Linked DNA regions of Sus scrofa: region 2 is linked to region 1. A link is a contact called in public Hi-C data. All regions are on one chromosome and are shown on one strand. The core of a region is the stretch at or near the end of the contact, and the rest is flanking DNA. Distances in the headings are between cores, read along the strand shown. Region 1 holds the start of PXK (PX domain-containing protein kinase-like protein). Region 2 overlaps PXK (PX domain-containing protein kinase-like protein).

Region 1 (5,198 bases), core at 798-3,297:
GGCCAACAGTCAAGTAAAAATCTAACTAAATAGCAGAATTTATTCTTGACCCCCTACCCTAAATTTCAACCCTTAACCCCTACTCCCTTAGGCATAAATTAGAGCGTTTAACAAATTCTGTTCTATGCAGTGCCCTCTCCAAGTCTGAGGAACAGCATTAAAGATATGCACAATGAAAGAAAATGCACATTTAAGAAAAAGATCATTTTCCTAACTGGAAATGAACACTGAACAACCCAAGTCCTACAAAGCGTGGCTGTCAGAAGAGGAAACTGAGGTTCAAAAAAGTCCCACTTAAACACAACAGAATAAAAGGTCTCTTTGAAGTCATCAGAACAGCTTGAGCAAAAAGAGAAACAGAAGGCTATTGTGGGGCTTTAGCCTCCAGATGATGAACCCCAAACACACTGCAATGGTAAACAAACAAGCCTCTGAGCCGGAATCTGATTTGGTGACCTAACAAAACATTACAATTTAAGGAATCTCTCTCTCCCCATTCATTATTTCCCAAAGTCCCACTGGCTGGCAGCTTCTGGGTTTTTTGGTTGTTGTTGTGTTTTCCTTTGTTTGTTTTTTGCTGGTTTCTTGGTTTATTGCTTGTAAATTATAAAGCATAGTGTAATTTTCAAAAAAAAAAAAAAAAGGGAGAGGCAAATGAAAACAACCATGGTTTTAAAGACCCATAAAAAACACTATATGTAACAGAAATGAACTCTGTGTTTACTATGAGGGCCTATTAACTCCTTTATGCTTCTCCAGCGATTTTAAACTCAAATGAATACTACCACTGCCTACTAAAGAGCAATTTACAGGAGGGAAGGAACACATCCAAACACCTGCCTCAGCAGGACCCCAAACTGCCTCCCACATCATCTCCCTGCGCCCCGGCCAAGGAGCCGACATGCAAATGTGGCTTCAGACCTCAGCCACTCCTCTATCCCAACAAGTATGCTCTGAAGTCATACTTCCATTTGGGCCGGCACACTCTCATCCCCACCACTCAGACGCCCAGCTGAAAGGAGGGAAACTCAGCGGCCCCGGTGAGGAGATGGCTGGCAGAGGGCAGACATGGATGAGAGGGTCCTGAATGGTTTTCTTTACTCCGCGGCCGCAGATGGACCTGGGAATCCAACACCTCTCCCAACTCTGACTTCCTTTCTAGGGCACCCCCCCGAGGCCGTCTCACTCCTTGCCTCCACCCCCCCCCCACCCGGGGAGGGGGTGCTGTGGTTCCCACCCTCGACCCCTACGGACTTAAGCGGTCGCCTGGGCCCCGGGAACCCTGACCCTGAAACAACACCACGCCAGAGCCCTCTCGGCCTGGGTCGCCGACCCCTGCCCTGATGCCCTCCTTGACGACCCTGCCCAGCCCGCTGCCGGCCGCCCGCAGCCCTCCTGCGGCCCGGGACCGCCCCAAGCCGCCCGTCCGCCCGCCCTCCCGGCGGGCCGCGCACCGTGTGGGACTGCAGGCTCTGGCTCGCCTCAATGGCTGCTGTCAGCGGCACCGTGTCGTCCAGCAGCACCTTGCCGGCCGGCGGCTTCTCCATGAAGGCCATCCCGGGACGCCCGTCCGCCACCGCCTTGGGACCAGGGGCAGGAACCAGAGGCGCCGACTCCCGCCGCCGCTGGGTTCCGCCGCCGCCGCCGCTGTCAACACGCGCCGCCCCACGCGCCGCCGCCGCCTGCCCGGCCCGCGGGGTCCTAGCGCCGACCTTCTCGCTCTGCCGTGGCTGTCAACACTGGCCGCCCTTCACGCCGCCGCCTCCTGCGAGGTCCTAGCGCCAAGCCGTCTCATTTGCCACTGCCCTGACTCGAGCCTCCAAACTCCACGCAGCCACACCACAGACCTGGTGCCCTTAGCACCGGGCCTCAGACCTCAGGACAATTCACCCTAAGCCATCACCTCCAGAGGTCCTCTGATCTGAAGGCACTTCATTTGGGGCCCTGCTATCCAGGAAGCCTTAGGCCCCAAGATCCCCAAACCTCTCAATGATGGGGATTGTGAGGGCTTTTCTCACTAAGCCCTCAGAATTGGGCCCCAGAGTTGGAGCCCTAAGACTCCACCCTCAGACCCAAAGCTCTTTGAACTGGAGACGCTAAAAACTGGGCATTGGTCCAAGGAACTTCCAGCCTCTATCCTTAGTCCCAGCTTAGCTCAGCCCATAAGGCCTTCGAACTTGAGAACCCTCAACCTCTGACTCGGGATGGTCAGTCCCACCGTACTGCCTTCCAGAACCTAACCCAGAGCCAGAGAATTCTGCAATCAATTTCTCAGCCCCAAATTTGCCCCCAGTCAGCCTGAACCCACGGCCACAATCCTGGCCCACCCATTGTGCTCTTAGGCCAGGATAATGGAGTTAGACTTGGAATAAGATCTAGGGCTCCAGGATTTACCAGCTGTGTGATCTTGAATAAGTTACCCAATCTCTGAGCCCCAGCTCCCCACCTGCAAAATAGATAATACTTACATGGAAAAGCTGGTATGAAGAAAGTAGGATGGGAAGGTGTTCAGCACATAATAAAACCTCAAAACAATATTAGTTTCTTTCTTCCCCTATAGTTCAAAGAATAGAAGTTTCTTACTCAAATTTATCTTCCCTAAATTTTTACATTTCAGACAAGAGAACAGAATTTCTTGGGAGTTCCCACTGTGGTGGGGCAGAAACATATCCAACTAGTATAGTATCCATGAGGATTCGGGTTCAGTCCCTGCCCTCGCTCAGTGGGTCAGGGACTGGTGTTGCTGTGACCTGTGGTGTAGATTGCAGGCACGGATCAGATGCCACAATGCTATGGCTGTGGCATAGGCCAGCAGCTGAGGCTCTTCTTGGTAACCCTACCACCACCACCACAATTTGGCAAAGGCTTAAACAGTATCTAATGGGTACCCTCACCAGATCTCAGGCTTAATGGGATTGTTGGGCAACTCCAAGTGGCCAAGAAGCCATGACAGATTGACTTAGGAGCAAAGGCTCAGAAGAGAGATATGAAAAGGGAAACATGGAACTTCATGATTAAGTCCTAAAGTAATTAGACCTCTTCGTGCATTCTGTGTTTGTCCCAGTGTGTTTAAAAGCAGCAGTCTATTAAAACTACATAACACTTAGGGAGAAATCAACTTTTTATTACCATTTAAGGCAAATGAGTTACCTCATTATCAGAATCACAGAAACCAAAATTCTACTTTAATCATTACTCCTATTATGTGGGCTAACCAAGACAAGACTCTTCCTGCATTCTGCTGGTAGGAGCATAACTTGGTCCAACCTTTCCAAAAGGCATTTATGTGTTCAACAATTATTCACTGCGTACTTAACCATGAAATAGGCCCAGTGCTAGGACCTGAGATTTGACAACACGTATCAAGGATTTTGAAAATGTTCTCACGCAGTAGTCTCACCTCTAGAAGAGTATCCTAAGGAAATAATCAAAAATCGGTGCAAATACATAGCACTCAAGCATAAATACCTAACAACAGGGGACTGGACAAATCATGGTACAGTCATAAATAGAATATTTTGCAATGATAAAAAAAAATCGCATTATCAGGAAGGGGGTAAAAAATAAGATTATCAAAGGATAATGTTGGGAAATGTTGATAGAATAGTAAATAGAAAAAAGCAACACATGCATTTTATAATCCCAAGTTTTAAAAATATATTTATAGGAAAAACACCAGAAGGAAGCCCCCCAAAATATTAACTGAGAGTCTCTAGGAAGTGGAATCATGATGCTATTTTTTTGTATTTCTACACTTTTCAAAATGTCTATTTTATTTGTATGATTAGGAAAAAAAAAATATTACCCAACTAAGTTGCAAAGGTCATCAAGTAGACAACCTTGTCTAGTTTTCCTTACTACAGAAATGAAACTGAAAGTGAGAAATCAGCTATTTGATGGAATGAAGCCAGAGATTAATTTTGAATCTACCCTTTCCTATTCTCCGGAAATTCTTACCTGAACTAAATCTCTCAGTATAAATACCTTAAAATTTGATCTACTTAATCAGGGCCTTGAGGATCCTGGACATTAACTCCATCCCTAAATCCTCTGAAGACCAGGCCCCAACCCCTGCAACATCTGGCCTTTGAAGTGGCCTGAATACACAAGGAAACTCTCCCCAGCCCTGAGCTATGCTTCTAGCCTCATGCTGGGTCAAGCGAATGAGGATACAGAAGCTCATTTACTGTCACATACACAACTACTCAAGGCTGGCAGGGAAAAAAAAAAATTATATTCTTTTATGTTGCCAAATATTTAGATGGTCCATAGATTATTTACCTAATAGCCTGATGTTTGACCAGATTGACTGAAGATAATGAGGGGTTTCGTTTTTGTTTTTTTTTAAGGGCCGCACCAGTGACATATGGAGGTTCCCAAGCTAGGGGTCAAACCGGAGATGTAGGTGCTGGCCTACACCACAGCCACAGCAACACAGGATCCAGGCCGTGTCAGCGACCTACACAACTCATGGCAATGCTGGCTCCTTAACCCACTGAGCAAACCAGGGATCGAACCTGCATCCTCATGGATGCTAGTCAGATTCGTTTCCGCTGAACCATGAGGGGAACTCCCGATAATTAGTTTTAATGAGAATGCCTCTAGACCCGACAACTGCTCTATAAATCAGGTCATAGAAGCGTGTGGAAAAACTGAGTACTTCCTAAGCAGCATCACCTCCCATCTCAAAATGATTTTCTTTAAATATTCATGATGTGGATTTAAAAAAAAAAATTCAACTCTTGCTTCCTTTACATGTTATTTTCCATCACATCACAGAGGAATTTTGCTCAGGGTTTATAAGGTCACATGAACTGTAGTCCAGCTAAGAGCCACCCTAGAAACTGATTATGGCCTAGAAATTGACTGCAGAGCCTCCTATTAATCCTGTAGTATTTATGTAGTGTCTCCATTTGTCTTCAGCATTCTTATGATTTTGCTCAAATCCATAATTTTTTTAAAGATGTTGAGAATTCTAGTCTCTGCTGTTATTGTAAGCCTAATGAAGAAAAGCCAAGAACAAAGGAAGTAAAACATCTGGGACCCTGCAGATACTAAAGTGCAGCCCAAGAGCAATTCCACAGCTCTCATATTCTGTTCAGATACAGTCAGTTAATAAATGATGCCAGCACATGAGGCACTCGGAGTGGCACAGTTGCACAAAGTGACTGTCAACCTTTGGTAGAGTATGTTTTAAT
Region 2 (5,198 bases), core at 689-3,188, 68 kb before region 1:
TTCTTCTCATTCTAAAAGTTACCTCATCTCATGCAAACTTGCTACTGTTTGAAATACCTCCCACTGGGACCTCAGGTAAATTAGAGGATTCACGAAAACTAATCCCAATAGTCAGAGTTCCCCAAGGCATTTAAAACTGAGAAGTGGCAGGTAACTTCCTGGGACCACATGGAATGTACACAGTGAGGTACTCTGCACTGCCAGACAGACACCTTGTGTGTTAGAGTCTGTGGATTCTTCCTTAATTATGTCTAAGTGGTGTGAAATTAATATCCTATCTTCTAGAAAATGGCTCAACATCATCTGGGCAGTGGCTCTTGAGAAATTTCTAATCAGCCTATACAGGTCACCTCTACAAAAGATAGAGAAATCTATTTTCTGTCCTAATCAATATTTGGGGGCTTTCCTATAAAACCTGCTGGCAAAGTCAGACGGGAAACAGAATATTACCCCCAAGAGCCAGGTACTTTGCTATCAGAACAGGTCCTGGCCCCAGAACACTCCACAGAGAACCACTAGTAAGCAGCCTCAGCCAACAAGGAGACCCATCAGCTGGATGCAAGGCCTTCAGACCAGTCCCCTTACACATGTTTGTCGTTTGGGCGAAGGTAAGTTAGAAGCATCTGAGAGCAGTTAGTAATGCTCTTGGTAGCGCTTGGGCACCACTGCAAGCCTTAATGACTATGGTGTCATCTTCTCATAAATCAACCCCAGCCAAGGACTCTCCCTTCAGAGAGCAGCAGCAACTCCTTCAGGCACAGACAAAGGCTCCGAGCAGCAGAAGCAGCCCCTGAGACAGCCAGACATCTGGTTCACTTAAGAAGGGGAAGGAGGTACTGACACCCAGATGGGTTTTGATGGGGCTTGCAAAATGGTTAGGAGAGAGGTATTAGTTTAAAAAGGAAAGAAGTGGCATGAGGCCACTCTACAGAATTAGAGATTATTTTTATAATACTTTTTTACATTTTTTCAAACAAAACTTCTAGTATCTGATTCACAAAGGTGAAACAAAATATTCAGATGATTAAATACAGAGCACAAATTATTAGGAAATCAGAAGCTCGGTGGGGATTTCACTCCTATACCTGGGCATTTCACCCATTTTGCTCCGTGGCAAACCGACATTATGGCTGGGCTCCCTGAGGAGACAGTCCTGGCAGGACAGGGGCCCTGGTGGCAGCACGACTGTTTTGTTCAGCTGAACATGTACAAAGACAAGCTCAATCTAAGGAGCCCTGCATGTGGCTTTTCAGGAGAGAGAGCCAGCTGGAGTAGGGGTGCTGAGTGGCCCTGAAACCAACTATTCCTCTTCCCATGAAATCCAAGTTGGAAACCCAGACACTCTGCTCTCCCAAATGACACTGCTCATTTGCACTCACAAGGATTTCTCTGAAGTGTTTGGACCAAGATGAGAAAAGAAATATCTCCACCTCTCTCCCCGTTGGTGGAGAAGGGGAAGAAGGGAGGTCACTCTGCCTCCATCACTAACCTGCTGTAGAGGGTGGTGTTGGCGATGACGGGGATGTAAGAGGTGAGCTGGCCCCAGATCCTGCTAAGAGAAAACAAAGAAAAACCCTCATGGGGACCAAAGAAAGACACTTGGAATTTGGCCTGGACTGGGACCCACTACCATGACTCAGACCCACCACTGTCTGAGAATCTGCACTTGGCTTAGTCTGTAGGCCTTGTGGTAAAAGATGAGGTGGAACAGAGAATTCAGGGACTCGACCCAGTGACCACAGACTTCCAGCACAGTGCAGGGCTTCCTTCCCCAGGCCTCGTTGCATCCTGCTGCTCTCCACAGCCTGCCTGGTATGAAGCCAACTTTGCACAATCCAACGGCTTAAGCAATTGGGTGCAATACCTCTTAGGTTCAGGGACCCAACCCCTGACTTGGATAATGAATGACAAATGACCATGCCACCACAGTACAAGTGACAGAGGAGTGCAGAGCAGTCTGATGAAAGCCTCTCCAAAGGAAGCAAGAGTTCCCACTGCACCCACTCAGCAACAGTCTCTGCAAAAGGTCCGTTTTACCAGTTGGCACACTCAGTTAGACAAGATCAGCCTATTCAGTTTGTGGATTTCCCAGGCCTTTTCTTACCTGAAACTCAGTAAATATCCTTATTTACCTTAAAACAATGTGTATATTCCCACATGTTGCATGCTTTTTCTGGAACTAGTAAATGTGTTGCATTTCTTTTTTTTTTTTTTTAGGGCTACCCTATGACACAGCCACAGCAATGCCAGATCCAAGCCACATCTGCGACCTACACCATAGCTCATGGCCATGCTGGATCCTGAACCCACTAAGTGAGGCCAGGGGTCAAACCGGCATCCTCATGGATACTAGTTAGATTTGTTTCCACTGAGCCACGGTGGGAACTCCATGTGTTGTATTTCAAATATTCCCACATTCCCAGAATTTCATCCATTGCTCAGAAATCCCCAGAATACATCCTCCTGGCCTGACATGGAAGTAGCCCAATGAACAAACAGAATTTCTTACAAAAACCCCCTCCCTCACAAGGAAGTCCTATCAAAGGGTTATCAAGGCTCCTGGGAAGGCTGTGACCAGGCCATAAGAGGCCTTCCAGCACCAGCTCACCCACTATCCACAGGACATTTGGGGCATAGTATGGACACTGAGCACTGAGAGAAATGTCCCACTTAAACTGCATCTCCCTCCAAAGTATGCAATATTCTCTCACCTCTCTATAAAACATGAGAGTCTTTTTGCTGAAAAAAGAAGGTAAAATTCAACCCACCCTGATTTCATACAGCTTTATAGTGCTAACCCAGACTTTAAAGGGGAGAAGGTTTGAACTTGAGATTCCAGTGGGTCTGGTGATGACACATTTCTATCACTCTGTTTTTCTGAACTCTTTGAGGTGGTGTCTTGGAGTCCTTGGCATCCCATCTGGCTGCATCCGGCACAGAGCCTTGCAGGCAGACATAGCCTCAGGATGGTGAACACCAAGCCAGGCTTTCTCTGCTTTATAGAGAAGCAGATGATGGACAGAGTGTCTGCCAGTGTGACATGCTGGTTGGAGACATGCGTCTTAACCTAATGATGACAATGACTGGCCCACATCCATCCCACCAACCAGGGAGAAAACAGAGTTCCAATTCTGAAATGACCTGCCAGGCACTCTTCCTCTCCCAGCCTCCATCTCCAGGAACCTGCCCTGTCCTCACAGGGACCTCCGGCCTGGAGCCTCCCCTCCTTCTCTTCCTTGCTAGCTGCCCCCAAGCCCTTCTCTGACTTGACCCTCCAAGCAGTGGTGTTGGCATGACTATTACCCTCCTTCTGGAATCTATGATCTTCTCCCAACCCAACTCTTCTAACTTCAGCTCTACCCACACTGCCTCTACTCTCTGGCTGCAGCTAGTCCAACCTTTAGGTCTCAGGTACCCCGCACACTTCTCCTCTTGCCCTTGGCCCACATGCTCCTCATTGGCTTCTCTGAAAAGACCGAAGGAGGCAAGGGCTTTGACCACCCTCAGCCTCCTCCCTTTCCTTCCACTTTTAACTGTCTCTGCCACTTGCCATACCCTCTTGGCTCCTGACTCCACGAAGAGAAGGAGTGGGCTTCCTCCAAGGGGGAGACTGACAGCTGGGCTCCTGATGCTAACCCCCTGCCCTCTAGCCCCCTCCCCCAACTCTCTCATTGTATCTTCAGCATCTCCCTCTCTACTACGTCCTTATCCTGCCTACACATACACGCAGCTATCCCTCAGCCTAAAACACCTCCCCTTCCTTTGACCCTCCAGGCTAAGCCGAAGCTTGCCCTGTTAGGATGAAACCTCCCTTCTCTGGGTGGAACTCCACTTCACTGAAAGAGCCCAAGGGATCGTTTGATCTGATTTCCAGAGATGGGGATATTAAGGCCCAAAGCCAGCAGGGCTGATGAGAAGCAGCCAGGAGTGAAGGTGAGGAGAGACAATTCAGGACAGTGCTCTCTGTGCCATCTTGGCCCTTCCAGGATGCTTTCTGAGATCCCTACATACTGTTGAGTTCTTTCCTTAATACAGGAGGGCATGCCATTCTGTCAAATGGGAGGGAACAGAAGGCAGGACTTAGGATCATTTTCGTTCCTACAGGCTCTTCCTGATAAACAGGGGGCCTTGCACTGTAAGTTGGGTTGGTTTTACTTCCAGGGCTGATGATCATCTTTGATTGCTCAAGCTTTGCCATTAGTGAAGACACTAGTTACCCCATAAGCTCTGGGGTCCCTTCCCCACTTATAATTTATAATGAGTTACCTGAATTATTGGAGTTGCTGTATTTTGCTGAATGTTCTTCACTATTTTCAACTGCAGATCGTTTTGACTTCTTTAAAAATAAAAGAGAGATGGGGAAGAGCAAAGAATAAATGTACAAAAGCTGGGACTTAGAATAAAAACATCTTCTAGGCACATAGTTAAATGAGCTACACACAAGGTCATACCTGGCCTCATAACTTAATACAGTGAGGAAGCCACAAGCCAAAACTAAAGAGAGAAATAAAACCAAGAATGCTGAGTTTACTATCTCAGACCAATCATTCCCCGCAATTACATTAAGGTCATAATTAGCCCAGCAAGCCAGGAAACTCTATGGTCCATTTCTCCACTGATATTATATGGCTCTTTTTCAGAAGCTGCAAACCAGTCATCTGGAAATAGTTTTTGTTTTCAAGGAGATACAGCACAAAATCTGTCATTAACTAAACATGCACCATTAACCTAGAACTTTCTTTACATATAGTCAAGAATTCAAAAGAAAGAATTCAGAGAGACACCAGGCTTACCTTTCGAGCTAAAATCTTCCTCTTTTTTCTTTCTTCTTCAGATCCGTGGTGAGACTGAGCTCTTGTCAGTCTCCGGTGCTGGTGGATCTTTAAGAGACCACAATACACCACACATGTAAGTAGAGTCTACACTAATGAAAATCTCTAACATGTTTTGCCAAATCAAATTGTGTGGCTGAAAAAGTCTTTCCTTGCTCAGCCCATCTGCCTCCAAGCTTGGGTCTGGATGTCTGGGAGAAGAGCATGCCAGTAGAAGAGCCTCCCCTTTCCCTTCAGCTCCTTCCTGCCTTTCTCCCTTTTACAGAAGATGAGTGCAATCCCTAGCACCTCAGAGCATGGAGCATGCATGCCCCTTCAACACCCAATCCACCCTGAGCAAAAGGAATGACCACACTCTGGGGACAT

Evidence for each region. Hi-C and Micro-C count contacts between places; a contact is called where the count stands out from the background.
Region 2: a contact with region 1 is called in a Hi-C map of embryonic fibroblasts, with 2.5 times the contacts expected there. The contact joins the enhancer-like site here to the promoter of PXK in region 1. A contact is called at or near these places in 3 of 5 promoter capture datasets (fetal liver and liver), 21 of 47 Hi-C or Micro-C datasets (alveolar macrophages, blood, embryonic fibroblasts and 9 more) and 2 of 2 datasets of contacts at active chromatin or transcription factors (alveolar macrophages and skeletal muscle).

Annotation. Positions count from the first base shown.
Region 1 is chr13:40,076,087-40,081,284 of Sscrofa11.1, reverse strand. It overlaps PXK (PX domain-containing protein kinase-like protein), which reads right to left and starts at 2,047. Exons shown (of 18, transcript XM_005669678.3): 1 at 1,455-2,047. The coding sequence starts at 1,556. RPP14 (ribonuclease P protein subunit p14) reads right to left here. Exons shown (of 6, transcript XM_021069098.1): 6 at 3,106-5,198. It overlaps LOC100515579 (hydroxyacyl-thioester dehydratase type 2, mitochondrial), which reads right to left. Exons shown (of 5, transcript XM_021069097.1): 5 at 3,106-5,198.
Region 2 is chr13:40,144,336-40,149,533 of Sscrofa11.1, reverse strand. PXK (PX domain-containing protein kinase-like protein) reads right to left here. Exons shown (of 18, transcript XM_005669678.3): 15 at 4,794-4,880; 16 at 4,267-4,336; 17 at 1,490-1,549. Among named protein-coding and RNA genes, the nearest start is that of PDHB, 21 kb to the left of the region's middle. Within about 2 kb of position 1,938, at least 8 of the 83 cell types and tissues checked have an H3K27ac peak or open chromatin away from gene starts, as enhancers often do. A contact at or near this core is called in alveolar macrophages and embryonic fibroblasts, where this site is marked.